Linked DNA regions of Sus scrofa: regions 1, 2, 3 and 5 are each linked to region 4. Evidence: chromatin contacts called from public Hi-C, HiChIP or PLAC-seq and promoter capture Hi-C data. All regions are on one chromosome and are shown on one strand. The core of a region is the stretch at or near the end of the contact, and the rest is flanking DNA. Distances in the headings are between cores, read along the strand shown. Region 1 holds the start of SNAP23 (synaptosome associated protein 23). Region 2 holds the start of LRRC57 (leucine rich repeat containing 57). Region 3 holds the start of TTBK2 (tau-tubulin kinase 2). Region 4 holds the start of CDAN1 (codanin-1). Region 5 holds the start of STARD9 (stAR-related lipid transfer protein 9).

Region 1 (2,700 bases), core at 153-2,652, 250 kb after region 4:
GAGTGTGTAATATTGTTAAAAACATAATGACACAATAAGCCATTCCTATTCTGGAACTAAGATAATAGCAATTCTCTAGGGCATATTTACATGTCACAAGCACCTAGAAAAAGATCCCTAGCAACACTGATATCTAAGTTGTGGGTTAAGTTACATGATCATTTAATTTACTTTCACATGGCCTGTCAAAGGAGCATGGTCATATAGGAAGAGGGTTTTCTCCTAATATTTGTTAATATTTATATGAAAGTGTTTTTTTCTCATTACCTCTTTCCAAAGGAATGAAAGGCAGGTGATTAGTGGATGCCTTAGGAATCAAATTTGCTGGTGGAAGAAATAATATTTTAAAATTTTACTATGAAATATTTTAAGTTTAAATGTCAAAGTATTCTTGCTAAAGATGTCTCATGAATTTCAAGCGTGGTATCTTTCAGGCTAACCAAGAAAGTGGAAGAACCATTTCCATCTGGCCAAACCTGCAGGATTTCACCAGAACATCTGCAAACCAGTTTTAAGGTCCCAGGGCAGATGGAATAATATCACTCTCAATTCTTGAAATACCTTCTACTAAGAAGCTACATTATTTTCAGGAAGCTAAGGCAACACTGTCATAAGCTGCCAGTATCCATAATCGCCTCCAGCCCTCCCCAAAGGAGAGGGCAAGTAGCAAAAGGCAAAATTTATATTCTCTTCTCATCTTCTTTTCCCAATTTTGACGACTTTCGTTGCCTCTGACCCCCATCTGCCTTGTCTAGCATTGTGGTGACTAATGATGAAAAAAAGTTCCAGGTGAAACAGCACTTTCCAGGACTTCCCCACCACCACCACCATTTACTCCGTGGAATTTTACTTTTAATAACTCTTTCCTTCGTTTGTCTTCAGTGAAGCCGCGAGCCAAGTACAGACTTTCCTAGAGAGCATGGACTCTCCAATGCCATGAATCTCAGAAACCTTTTTCATACAGGTAGTTGAAAATTAATCTGATCACTGTGGCCACCATAAAGTCTATTAATCCCGACAACTGCGAGGGTGAGAAGTCAGGGAGTGGGAGTTTACCTCTGCTAGGTTTCAAGGAAAGTCCGGAGAACCAACATCCCTCCACCCTTCCTCCTCTGACCCCTAGAGAGTCTCCAGGAGCCTCGCGTCTTCGAGCCCGGCCGGACCGGCTCAGTTCGGGCCAGAGCGCCCCCTCCTCCCCTCAAGCCCGACCCCACCAGTTTTTCAACTGTCACGATATACACTTTCTCCTTGGGATTATGAACCCAATCTTCACGGCAGCCAGCTCCCTCAATCCCACTCCTGGAGACTCACCAAGCAGTTCCGGCCACTCCTCTCCGGCCGCAGCAGATCGGACACCCGCAGGCCGGACTCTCCAACTGCTCTCTTCTTGCGCCTGCGCGCGCCGAACCTGCGCGCCTGCGCGCTCCTCCGGCGCGGCGGGCGCGGACACACCCCTGCAGCTGGAGCCAATCACCCTGGTGTGGGGGCGGGGGGGCGGTTTAAATCTCCCTGCCACGCAGGCGAAGAGTCTGGGGACTCACCGGTTAACCCGACAATTCGGGTCCCGCCCAAGATGGAAAGTGTTTATGCAATAAACATTTACCGAGGGCAAACCGTGTACCAGGCAATGTACGAGATGAATGTTGAGGAAGAGAAAACGAATAGAATGCCTCCCCGACCTTTGCCTAGACTGGGACATAGATATGTAAACAAATTGTAGTGGACAGAATATAGTGCTTGGAATATGAAAAATCCGAGGCGCCGTTGGGGCACAGTGAACAAAGCGCTTTATTCTTAGGGTATCTGGAAGAGTTCCCGGAGGAAGTGACTTTTGAATCGTGAAGGCTAAGTAGGAGTTCCCCCGGAAATTTGGAATGGAAGGAGATAGGAGTTTCCAGACTGTGAGAACAGAGTGTGCCAAGAACAACATAACACCTTCTGGAAATTCCTTGCAGTTCATCCTACTTGAGAGGCTTAAAGCGCGCCGCCTTCCGGTGAAGGGGAGAAAGGGTTTTTAAAAGTTGGCAATGATGTAGTTTCTGCTGTGACTCAGTGGGTTAAGGACTTAACAGTTGTCTCTGTGAGGATGCAGTTTCAATCTTTGGCCTGGCTCAGTGGGTTAAGGATCCTCCCATCTTGCTGCAGCTTCACAGATGCCCCAGGAATCTGGAGCTGCAGGCTGCAGCTTCAGCTCCTATTCAACCCCTGGCTTGGGAATTTTCATATGCCACAGATGCAGCTGTTAAAAAAAAAAGTTGGCAATGATACTACTACATGTGAAATAGATAACTAATAAGGACCTACTGTATAACACAGGGAATGATACCCAACATTTTGTAATATATATATCTGAATCACTGTGCTGTACTCATGAAACTAACATAACATTGTAAATCAATCATACTACAATTTTTTAAAAAAGTTAGATCTTAGAAGATCTTGCATTTTTTCACTTTACCATGATCACTGAGAATATCAAAAGATCTTAAGCAGGAGTTCCCAACGTGGCTCAGTGGTTAAAGAATCCGACTAGGAACCATGAGGTTGCAGGTTCGATCCCTGGCCTTCCTCAGTGGGTTAAGGATCTGGCATTGCAGTGAGCTATGGTGTAGGTTGCAGACGTGGCTCGGATCCCAAGTTGCTGTGGCTCTGGCGTAGGCCGGCGGCTATAGCTCCAATTGGACCCCTAGCCTGGGAACC
Region 2 (2,700 bases), core at 164-2,663, 200 kb after region 4:
TTATGCAACGTGGCAGAAAGAAAACACAGGAGAGAAGTGAGGAAGGTGAGAACTATGGAGTGCTGTGGTTATGTTTTGTCTACTTTCCAATGCATTCCTTACTTCCACTCATTTTCCCCAAAATCCATAAAAAGTCTTGTTACTAGGTCTTCAAGTTCTTCAACAGTTTAAACTCTTTCAAGACAGTGTCACAAGTCATCCTAGAGATGATATGATGTGTCAGAAAAGGGAGAGCATCGGGATCTAACTACTTCGCTAGTTGAGTGACTTGGACATGTTTCTTGGTCTCCTTAGGTTTTTGTTTTTGCATCTTAAAATTACTCTAAGCAGATAATAGAATTCTCTAATGACTCTTCTGGGTATAAAGACTTGCATATTTCCCACAAATCTTCCATCATGTGTATACCGCTAATCTCTGCAGATGGTTTTACCTATTTTTCTCAGTTTCCTTTTTTAGTGAAATTTCTCAACTTCTTCATTACCTCAAAATTTCTTTCTCTTCTCTTAACCCCACTTTCCCCATTCCCTTGTCACATCTGCTATTTCTATTTCATTACTCCCTCACATCTTCAATTTCTCCCTCCATTGGCTCTTTCCCTTTGACCTGCGAACATGCGCTTCCTTGCCGAATCTAAAACTACCACCCCCTTGAGCTAGTCTCCCTCTTCTCTTCTCAAAATTAACACCTTCCTTCATTCAGGTTCCAAGGTTTTATGGGTCTTCTTCGCCAATATTTTTTTCCCCTGGCCTTTAAAGATGCATGCCTCCCTTGCCGCTCTCCTGTATCCAGCGTCTCCCGTAATGCCTCAATATTTCACACAAACGAGCGTTATTTGGAGATTTATGTTTTAGCACCCACCCGTACTTCCCAACCCCGCCACCCATTACAATCTACAGGCGGTATCACTGAATGAAAAAAAGCGGGGAACACTAATCTTTATTATCGCCCATGAAATGATCTGGAGTAACTCACTCGCCAGACACTTGAAACACCTTCTCAGAATCAAGATTTTGCAGAACCCACAGCGGACTAGACACTTCTGCCGCCCGCAAGGAGCTCCACTTGCCTCGAACCTAGCACAGCCTCCAGCTAACCCTCACACCCACTCCCGCAGCCAACACCACCACCACCACCTCACAGCCATCTTCTGTCACCACTTTGGGCACCCCCTTAATGACGCCATAGCCCCCACGCACCTGAGTGACCAACCCTGAAGCTACGAAATGGCCCAGCAGTAGCCCGGCAGCGTTTGGCGCGGAGGCCAGGTCCCAGGGGCTAGCGGCAGCCATGGCTGGGCAACACCTTCCCGGGTGGCGCGGAGAGTGAGTGGAACGCTCGGCGCGGCTCGATGACGTCACAGGGTGTTTCCTCCCGGGCGGGGAACTCATCCCCTGCGAGCGCGGGTCCTGGTTCTTTCTCCACCCAGCCGGCTGTGAGCTGAGGGGTAGGAGGCGAGTTCCGGGATTCCGGATCCTCCCTAGGCTCCTAGCGGCGGCTGGTTTCGGAAGAGCTGCAAAATCGGCAGGGCCTGGTGTTCTGCTCTTTCTTCCCAGCCACTCTTGGGCTGGCCCCCAAGATCCAGGGATCCGCAGGAGGTGACAGCTGAGGCTTCAGACCCAGCCGGGAGGCCAACCGGGTGGCTGGGTGCCTGGACCGAGCGGTGACAGCTGCGCTTCCTTCCCACAGGGACCTGAGCAGTGGCGCTAGGATGGGAAACAGTGCCCTCCGTGCTCATGTGGAAACCGCGCAGAAAACTGGTGTCTTTCAGCTTAAGGATCGTGGGCTGACCGAGGTGAGACTGGAAGGACTCGGACCAGGGAATTTAAAGGGAGAGGGACGGCGGGCGGGGAAGTTAAAGGATTCTCTGCGCTGTGAACCCCTTTCATCAGTTCCCCTCAGAGTTGCAGAAGCTGACAAGCAATCTCAGGACCATCGACTTGTCCAGCAACAAGATCGAGAGTCTACCGCCTATGATTATAGGGAAGTTCACTCTACTGAAGAGCCTCTCCTTGAACAACAACAGACTGAGTACGGCTTTTGCGCCTGGGGAGGCTTTTGCGCCTGGGGAGGTTTGCTCCTGGGGAAGCTTTTGCTAGTGATAAGGTGTTAAAGAGGGTGGTTTTTCTCTTGGAATATAGTGTGGAGTGTGATTATAATGTTATAAAACTAGTTTTCAAATAAATATATCAGAATCTTAAGGGAAAAAAAGGGTGGTTTTTTCCTAACAAGCTGATTGTTGTTATGAAACAGTTCAGGAGCTCAAGACTAGGGAGAATGTCTGAGTCCTTGAAGCTTTCTATCTGTTGTAATTATATTTATAAGCCTCCTCTGGTATTGTATTGTTGGGGATGGGGTTAATTTGGATTTGAAAGGGACTGTCTTTGGGAGGTAATGTAGGCAGGGCTAATTTTGCTACTGATTTGGAAGGGCAGATGGGATGGAAAGGGGAGGGTGTTCCAAATCCCACAAAACTGCTGTGGGATTGTGCAGTGGCCCCTTCACAAAAGGAGCCCATTATACACATAATGCTTTCCCGCATTTTTTTTTTTTTTTTTTGGTCTTTTGTCCTTTTAGGGCCACACCGGCGGCATATGGAGGTTCCTGGGCTAGGGGTCTAATTGGAACTGTTGCTGCTGGCCTACGCCAGAGCCACAGCAATGCCAGATCTGAGCCACGTCTGCAACCTATACCACAGCTCA
Region 3 (2,700 bases), core at 12-2,511, 150 kb before region 4:
AGGCTCTGGCATTTCCCGAACAAGAAGAAACAGATTCAATAATAGTTATGAGATTGAATATAGGATTCATATTTAACCTTTCTACATTCTTAATTAGCTTTAATCATGATGTCACTTGAGTGAAGAAAAAGATTTAAAGTCAAATGAAGGTTGTAATGCATCACAATCTTTCAGTCCATGGCAGACTCCTGGGAGTCACTGTGATTATTGAGTAAAAAAAAGCATAGGACAAGGGACGTTTAAGATACGCACGTTTTTGGTTCTGCCACTAAATAGTTTTGTAGATCCAGGAAAGCTGTTAAACTTCTTGGAGTTTTTTTCTTCTGTAAGTTGGTGGGTAAGGATGGGAGAGGGGTTTAATCGTAAGGTTGCCTCTTTACCAAACAGCTTGATACATCAACACCGAATACAAATTATCCCACACAGCCTCAATGCTCCGCCCCCCTCCCTTTTTTTTTGGAAAGCCTTCTACGGACTCCCACATTCTCTTGCTTAGAATCATATACTGCACCTCCCAGGGCTGCTCACTGAACCCTTCAGTGGTGATGTTTCAAAAAGGGAATGAAATCTTGTTCGCTACAGTTGTGGAAACCCTAAGGATACGCCGGGCTCCAGGCTAATATTCCTTTCCGGAGGTTTCTGTCTCCTTGCTTACAGTTTTAGGCTTTTCCCAGCACTCATCGGTGATTAGCTTTATGTTAGGTTGTTCTGGGGAAGACGCCAATTTGCCAGATCCTGGCAGCGCTGGTTCATGCCAGGAGGTGGCACGGCAGGGCCTCACGACTTGGGGCCCTTCTTCATGACCCAATGCCTCAGCTCAGCTTGTGGAAATTCGTATGGTGAGAAAGCATTTTCGATTTTCTTCAGAAAAGGCCAACCCTGGCGTCACAACCATCACTATATAACCAAGATAACTGTTGAGCTAGGAAGACCCCACTGTGAGCCAACTAGTCCCAGAAGCCCACTTCTCCTCTCTGGGCCGGCAGGCAGTTGACGTTGAGGCTGGAACTACGAGGTCCAGAATCCCCTCGCGCACGCGCGCTTCCATTGTGATGCTCCTTTCCCGGTAACTCGCCCTCTCAGGCAAACCTGAAGATAGCGGCAATTCTCCGGTGGGGGCGGAGATGTTCTTTGCCTGACTCTCCGCCCCTTTCGTGATAGGCAATGGGACCAGCCAACCGATGTGGCGGACTCGGGACGCGTTCTCCAATCAGCACCTGTGGCGGAGAGGTGGGCGTGCGCACTGGCAGGGCAGGTGGGCTAGGCTGTGCTAGGTTGCGACGGGGGAGAATAACGTCGGGTCGGGTCAGCGGGCGCTGCAGTAGTCGCCGCAGCGGCGATGGGAGCGGTAGGGACCAGGCGGCGGCGGTGGCGGCAAGAGGAGAAGCAGGGGCTGAAACTAGAGCAGCGGCTGAGGGCCGCCAGCAGCAGCAGTAACTGCAGCAGCCGCCGCCGCCGCCAGTAAACGCGGACGGTACCCGAGGGGACTACTCGGCCGGCCGGCCCTCGAAGCCGCGCTGGGTCCCGCCGCAGTCGTCGGCGGGGGATGGGCAGGCGGCGGCAGTCCCGCCTGCTGTGGGTTGACTCCTGCGGGTCCCGGCCCTGAGCTGGACCGGAACCCTCCGCCCGAATCGCTGCGTTTGCCACGGCCCAGGTAGGACACACCCCCCCGGACCCCCTGGGCGCAGCTGGGGGAGCTCCGCACCCTGCCCTCCCCTACTCCTAACCCCCTCCTGCGGCCGCACCCCTAGCCCAATGACCGACCCAGGTGTGGAGGGAAGGGGTACCAGAGACTCCCGGGTCGCAGACTCCCTGGGTTTGTGCCAGACCTAGTCACTCCAACTCGGAGATCGCCTGCTTCTCCTCGGTTTCCCCAAAGGGTTGTGCCTCGTATCCCCAGAAGCTTTTGGTGTCTTCACTGAACTTCGAGGGTCACAAAGCTTCGTTCTATTTCTTTTTCTGTGGGTGACCCACATACCACTTGTATTCATGTTGAGTCTGGTACCAGGACTAAATCCAGGATTCTCAGCATATCCTGAGCGGTTCTTTCCCATCCGGCTCCCCCAAATGCGATAGAAGAGGGCATGGGACTGTAGAATCTGTTGTGTAGTAACGGCAATGGAGGCCCTGACTTTCTGGTACTTAGGGTGCAAGGTAGAAGGATTTGCTCGTCGTTGGCTTTGACTAAGATGATGTTGACACTCCGGGATGCTGTGGGAGGGACGAGAGTCCACACGTATTTACCTGCACATCCGAAGTAAATAATCCATTGGGAATCCAGGATACTTTATCCACAGTGAACTTAATTTTATTTGAGTCGTGGCTGCGTTAGAAGGTAAAAATGACATTGAGTTGTACTTTGCTTTGAATTAAAGTTGGTAGGTGGCAGCAATCCGGCATTAACTCTTCTCATCCCTTGCTTTAGAAATTGTTCTTTGAACATCAAAAAGGGCAATGTTGTTATAATTTGTGTTCATGTAAAGATGTTTTGGTATTAAATAGAAAGCAAGTTTTTTAATGCATGTATGAGGTTTGCATTATTATGAATGGGCACATGTACACACGGAGTATCCACTCAGTGTGTTTTTGTTACAGTGTTTGGTTCTGAGCCATTAATAACAGTTGCATTGGTTTCTAACACTGATTTGTCATGATGGGCCACAAAGATGTGTTTACTATATTCTTTTGGCTAAATATAAT
Region 4 (2,700 bases), core at 183-2,682:
TAATTTTCCCATTTGTATCATATTAAAGCTTTGTACAGTGTTTTAAGTTCTGTTTTAAAATTATTTTGTATTTTATTTTTATAATCTAGTAATAAAATATTCATTCCGCATGCAAACTCTAATTCTATTTGTGTGGTGGTTTGGATTTCAGAAGTGGGAAATATAATTTTTCTAATTTAATAAAGTTATCAAATGCACCACAGGTTACAAGATCAAGGGGGAGCAGAAAGTGTTACTATAAATGCAGTATCACATCCAGAAGTGACCTAGAAAAAGAAGCACTAGACTGAATAGAAACTAGGTGTTCAGTATCCCTGCAGACAAAAACCAGAGTTGGAGGATAGGGGGAGATGGTTCCCCATGTAAAAATCGAACGTGTTAAAAGCTCTCTTTCAAGCCATCATTCTATCTCTAGGGGGAGGTAATTTCTCCTTCTCTGTAGGAATCCTACCTATAGCACTGAAGTGATTTCTGCTTCCCACCACACACTCCTTTCCACCTTCCTTAGAACCAAAGGAACTCACTAGAGGCATTCCTGTGGGCCGATTTGCCTCACCTTTCCTGATTTGGATTGGCCTGCAGTGTTACTGCCATTTGTTTTTCTCTGCCTGGTTTCCCTTTCTCGATTTCTCGGTGAGGAGCACTATCCAAAGAGCTCCCTCTCCTGTTTTTCAGAATAAGAAATAAAGATACACCTCAAGCTCCCAGAAACTAATCATGTATGTGCCTATTAACTTCTCAACTGCAAAGTAGCTGAAATAAGTAACCTTGTGTAACGGGTGAGGAATACATAGTAGGCGATTATGTGTGCAGGACGGCCTGAAGCACTCTGAGGGTTGTGGGCTGAGGATCATAAAAAGCGCCCCTGCAAGAATTGAGTCTTAAAAGAGTCTTAAGTCATCCATCTTTTGATGGTGAATCCTGGAAAAACAGTGCCTGGGTACAGGATGGGACGGGATTGAAAACGCAGCCCTTGAGAAAGACAACGTCAAAATGAAGTTAACTTTTTCGTAACTTCTTCAGGGTGGTGATGGTTGAAAACTAGACAACGTAAACTCTTAAAAGAACGTGTTTATCGTAAATATAGGCATCTTCCTTCCCCGGAGACTTGTTCACCTTTACCGTCCTGCCGCTCTCCTGGGCCCTAGGTCTCCGCGGCTGCGTCCCGAGCGCCAGCAGGTCGCCCTCGGCCCAGGGCAGCCGGGACCCGGTCTCACCGACAGCGGCGCGCCGCACCTAGCAAACCACCGAGCCTCGGGCCGGTAACCGCAAGCCCAGCCGCGGCCTTGATCCAAGGCCCAAGCCGAGCCTCAGCATGGGGAAGCCCGGCCGCCGCCGGTCCCGGCCCCGCCCACGGCCCCGCCTCCTCCGCCCCGCGGCCCAACGGTCGCCCCTCGGCGCCGGCCCCGCCCCTCCCAGGCCGCCCGTGGCGCGCCGGCGCCTGCGCAATCGCCTCCGAGCGCCCGAACCGGGATGGCGGCCGTTTTGGAGTCGCTGCTGAGAGAGGAGCTGTCGGTCGCAGCCGCCGTGCGGTGGATCGCGCACAGCGCCCAGAGTTCGGAGGTAACAGTGCCGACACGCCCCCAGCCTGGCCCGAATCTGCTTCCCACGGAGACACCACTCCTCCGGTCCCCTTCTTCTGGGGTGCCTGGCTGTCAGCCCGAGCCGAGTGCTCTCCAACTAGGGGCCGATGCCCCGGCCGCCCGCCTGCCTCAGCGCGCCCTGCAGCCCGTACTGCTCGTGGCCGCGGGCTGGCAGCTGACCCTCTCGCTCACTGCCGCTTCTTCCTCAGGATGACCCCGGGGAGGCGGCCGCGCTGAGCTCACTTCGGCCACTACGGAAGGAATTCGTTCCATTCCTGCTGAACTTCCTGAGGGAGCAGAGCAGCCGCGTCCTCCCGCAGGGCCCCCCAACCCCCGCCAAGGCCCCTGGCTCCTCCGCAGCCTTGCCAGGGAGGCCGGGGGGCCCGCCGCGGGGGGGCCGCGGAGCGCGCAGCCAGCTCTTCCCTCCGACAGAGCCTTCGAGCGCTGCCGCAGCTGAGGCCCCTTCGGCCCGCCGTGGGGGCAGGAGGCGGGGCCCGGGGCCGGCCCGCGAGCGTGGAGGCCGGGCCCCGGGGCCTGGAGGAGGGAGTCAGCGGGGAGAGCTTACCCTGGGCCGGAGGCCGAAGGCCCAAGAGCTCCGGCAGCCCCAGCAGCCCTAGCCTCGCGCGCTCTGACCCGCCAAACCTCAGCAACCTGGAGGAGTTCCCTCCCGTAGGCTCGGTTCCTCCGGGCTCTGCAGGGTGAGAATCAGCCTTCATCGGGGAGATGGGTGGTAGCAAGGCTCCGCTAGGGCAGTCAGTAAATTAAGGCTAGGTACTCTATAGTAGAGCGTAGTATTGGCAAGAAGGTTGGAAGAGATAACTACCATAGCGAAGCGTGTTTTGCAATGAGGCCAAGTTGTGGTGGAGATTGTGGTGGAGGGGGAGATGCTTGAAAAAGAATTTGAGAAAAACTTGTGGCTACTCCTTAGCAGGACCAAGCCTTCACGCAGGATCAACCCAACTCCGGTGAGCGAAGAGCGGTCACTCTCCAAGCCCAAGACTTGCTTCACCTCACCCCCAATCAACTGTGTCCCCAGTTCCCAACCCTCAGTCCTGGACACTAGCCCTTGGGGCCATGGCCTCCCCTCAGGGTGCAGAAGTCTCCAAGAGGAGCGGGA
Region 5 (2,700 bases), core at 58-2,557, 170 kb after region 4:
CATTGTACCTCTTTTGTATTTTCCTTCTTTCTTTTCAGTTTTTGCTCCTTTCCCTCATTTCATTGCTTTCCTCATTATTCTGTCAATTCCATGACTTTTCAAAGCCAATCACCACCAATCAGGACAAACATAATCCCTGCTAGTACCAAATTCTGTTATGGGAGATTATGCCTGATTTGACCCTTCGGCCCAATTTTCCAGCCAACTTATGTCCTGGAAAATTTTAAACCTCCCAAATGGTTCCAATATGTGCTTTCTGGTCCCAAAACACATTGTCAGCTTTATCTCCTACCACTCACCTCCCTCCACACACCCTCTCAACCGAAACTCTTGTTTCCTAACAGCCTAAGTCCTTAGATCTCAGTATTGTGCTCTTTACATCTTCTGCACCTGTCAGCAAACTCTATTAGCTCTTTAAAAAGCTACTAGCTTCAAACGCCAACCCTTCTGAGAAGCCCTCCCTGAATTTCCAAACCTATCAGAGGAAAATCAGTGAAAAGGGAAAGAAATTGTGTGTCCGCGCAGTGGATGCCTTAACAGCTGAGAAGTGCAGGGTCACATTCAGCCATGAGGAACCGGGCACTGGCTACAATGAGGGTTAAAACGACTTCCCTCTAGTCGTAGATCTTCTTTTGGGCACAGAATGAAATCACGACCCCTCTGAGCCTCTTTCCCTTTCATGCCTTCCTCCACAGCTTCACAGAGAAACCCCTGGGCAGGCAGGAACACACACAACTCTGCCTCAGTCCTCACAGATACTCCAGAGCCACCGAGAAGAGACAGGAGACCGCGGCTCCCTCACGCGCCAAGAGACATTTTGCCAGCCCTTCTCAGCAAACCCAGAGAAAAAGGCCCAATTCGTGCATCACCAAGACTTGGGCCGCGGTCCCTCAAAACCCCTGCTGGCAGGACTCCAGGGACGCAGACAGGGCAGACCACCCTGAGACCATTCACTCACCACTACCCGCCGGGCAGTAATCGAAAACTCAACCCAAGCGAGGCCTGGTCCTGCCAGGCTTTACAGTTTCCGGACGCTGGCCCCTTGGACCACTTTGTGTCTGATCTCGCCGCGCCAGAATCTCTTGAGAGAGAGGCGGGTTCCTCAATCTCGACTCAGCTCTTTTGACGCCTCAGGCTCTCCCTCCCGCCCAGACTCACCTTTTGCTGAGGGGCCGGACCCTCACGGCCACCCGCACATTGGCCATCCCTCCGCCACGGCTCAAACCCCACAGGTCCGCCCTGCTGCTGCATCCCCGGCCCCAACCCCAAGCCCAGTCCCAACCCTGTCCGGCCCCGCCTGCCCCACGCGCCTCACGGGACGGCCCCTCCCATGCGCCAGCGGCTGCCCGACCAGGGCGGTGCCTGCCAAGCCTTGGCCAATCCTGAGCTCCGTGGGCGGGAGGACGCGCGGGCTGCCCCGCCTCGCTCCGCCCACACGCCTCACGGGGACGACCCCGCCCGCGCGCGCCGCTGCCTGACCCCGGCTTTGACTGCAGAGCCTAGACCAATCCTGAGCCCCGCGGGTGGGAAGGCGCAGATCCTGGCCGGGTGGGGCCTGCCCTGCCTACTAGGAACTAACTTGTTCTCCCTTTGTGGACGGCGGTAGTGAGTCAAGTAAATACGTTAAGTTTGGTGAACGCCAGACAATTTACAAAATAATTTGCTAAATATTTTTATTCGCTGCGTTCGCCTGAGCTGTCAATTCTTAAGTTTTAAGGGTGGAAATGAAATGGGCAACAAATGTTTTTGCAGTTCTCTATAAGGAGCATGGTCTTTCTTTGACGGGGCATTGGAGTTAAAGGAGTTTAGAACGCTTACTGGAGAGCTTCTCTAGATTGTACTGGAAGCTCATAGCCACCATTACAGTTTGTGATCGTGAAGGGTATATTACCAGATAGAATTAGTTCATTAATTCACCCAAGAAATAGCTACTGCCTGCCAAGAGTCAAGTTGTTCTAAGGCCCTGAGGATACAGCCCCAGGCTTCGTGGAAATTAGAATCCCCAGGGAAGGGAAGAGAGAATAAATACACAATTATATGGTAACTTGAATGGTGCTAAATGAGATTTTTTGAAAAAGGAGAGCAAGGAGGTATGGTAATGGTCTCTGTGTGTGTATGTAGGGGGAAAGGTGCTGCTTTATATGGGATATTCAGGAAAGGCCTTATTGATAAGGTGACAAACAGGTTTGAATAAACTGGGGGGGGCAACTTGCAGGTATTAATTTTATGTATCTAATGAGTAATTCCTAAGAAATCACCTATTATAACCAGGCTCATTGCAGAGAAGAGAGCAAGCAAAGCTCTGACCTCAGGCAGCTTGGTGAGAGAAACTAATAATATGTGAAGCAATTTAAGTAAAATGTGTATGAGATTAGCTAAAGAAAAAATAAAGCAGAAAGGGGATAGGAAGTAAGTAAAGAGGGTGCTGAAACTGTAGATAATGTGGCCCTGGAAGTCCTCGGGAAAGCCTCGTGGAGAATGTGACACTTAAGAAAAATCTTAAGGATGTAAAAGAAGAGTCATGCTGTTGTGTGGAAGGGCAATTTCAGACACAGGGAACAAGCACATGTAAAGGCCCTGAACTTGAAGAAAGCCTGAAATGTTAGAGGAACAGCAGGAAAACCAATGGGGATAGAATGGCATGGCAGAGGCAGAGAGTCATAAAGGGAGCATGAGACCAAGGTAAAGCCTTTGGATTTT

Evidence for each region. Promoter capture Hi-C pulls out the DNA fragments that hold promoters and counts their contacts. Hi-C and Micro-C count contacts between places; a contact is called where the count stands out from the background. HiChIP or PLAC-seq counts read pairs in DNA pulled down with a chosen protein or histone mark.
Region 1: a promoter capture Hi-C map of fetal liver shows a contact between it and region 4, with 4 times the contacts expected there. The contact joins the promoter of SNAP23 here to the promoter of CDAN1 in region 4. A contact is called at or near these places in 3 of 5 promoter capture datasets (fetal liver, fetal skeletal muscle and liver), 7 of 47 Hi-C or Micro-C datasets (embryonic fibroblasts, heart right ventricle, liver and 1 more) and 2 of 2 datasets of contacts at active chromatin or transcription factors (alveolar macrophages and skeletal muscle).
Region 2: an H3K27ac HiChIP or PLAC-seq map of skeletal muscle shows a contact between it and region 4, with 3 times the contacts expected there. The contact joins the promoter of LRRC57 here to the promoter of CDAN1 in region 4. A contact is called at or near these places in 5 of 47 Hi-C or Micro-C datasets (embryonic fibroblasts, heart right ventricle, liver and 1 more) and 2 of 2 datasets of contacts at active chromatin or transcription factors (alveolar macrophages and skeletal muscle).
Region 3: a contact with region 4 is called in a Hi-C map of embryonic fibroblasts, with 4 times the contacts expected there. The contact joins the promoter of TTBK2 here to the promoter of CDAN1 in region 4. A contact is called at or near these places in 3 of 5 promoter capture datasets (fetal liver, fetal skeletal muscle and liver), 13 of 47 Hi-C or Micro-C datasets (brain, embryonic fibroblasts, heart right ventricle and 5 more) and 2 of 2 datasets of contacts at active chromatin or transcription factors (alveolar macrophages and skeletal muscle).
Region 5: a contact with region 4 is called in a Hi-C map of skeletal muscle, with 4 times the contacts expected there. The contact joins the promoter of STARD9 here to the promoter of CDAN1 in region 4. A contact is called at or near these places in 7 of 47 Hi-C or Micro-C datasets (alveolar macrophages, embryonic fibroblasts, epiblast stem cells and 3 more) and 1 of 2 datasets of contacts at active chromatin or transcription factors (skeletal muscle).

What each region holds. Positions count from the first base shown.
Region 1 is chr1:128,887,553-128,890,252 of Sscrofa11.1, forward strand. It overlaps SNAP23 (synaptosome associated protein 23), which reads right to left and starts at 1,403. Exons shown (of 8, transcript NM_001244719.1): 1 at 1,312-1,403.
Region 2 is chr1:128,837,724-128,840,423 of Sscrofa11.1, forward strand. LRRC57 (leucine rich repeat containing 57) reads left to right here and starts at 1,414. Exons shown (of 6, transcript NM_001244811.1): 1 at 1,414-1,596; 2 at 1,688-1,793; 3 at 1,891-2,029. The coding sequence starts at 1,710. HAUS2 (HAUS augmin like complex subunit 2) reads right to left here and starts at 1,304. Exons shown (of 6, transcript NM_001243905.1): 1 at 1,198-1,304. The coding sequence starts at 1,290.
Region 3 is chr1:128,488,425-128,491,124 of Sscrofa11.1, forward strand. It overlaps TTBK2 (tau-tubulin kinase 2), which reads left to right and starts at 1,262. Exons shown (of 15, transcript XM_003353383.5): 1 at 1,262-1,654.
Region 4 is chr1:128,639,979-128,642,678 of Sscrofa11.1, forward strand. It overlaps CDAN1 (codanin-1), which reads left to right and starts at 1,433. Exons shown (of 29, transcript XM_021097154.1): 1 at 1,433-1,563; 2 at 1,793-2,104; 3 at 2,106-2,281; 4 at 2,515-2,700. The coding sequence starts at 1,474. It overlaps TTBK2 (tau-tubulin kinase 2), which reads left to right. Exons shown (of 15, transcript XM_003353383.5): 15 at 1-116.
Region 5 is chr1:128,807,644-128,810,343 of Sscrofa11.1, forward strand. It overlaps STARD9 (stAR-related lipid transfer protein 9), which reads right to left and starts at 1,308. Exons shown (of 35, transcript XM_021097164.1): 1 at 1,159-1,308. The coding sequence starts at 1,205.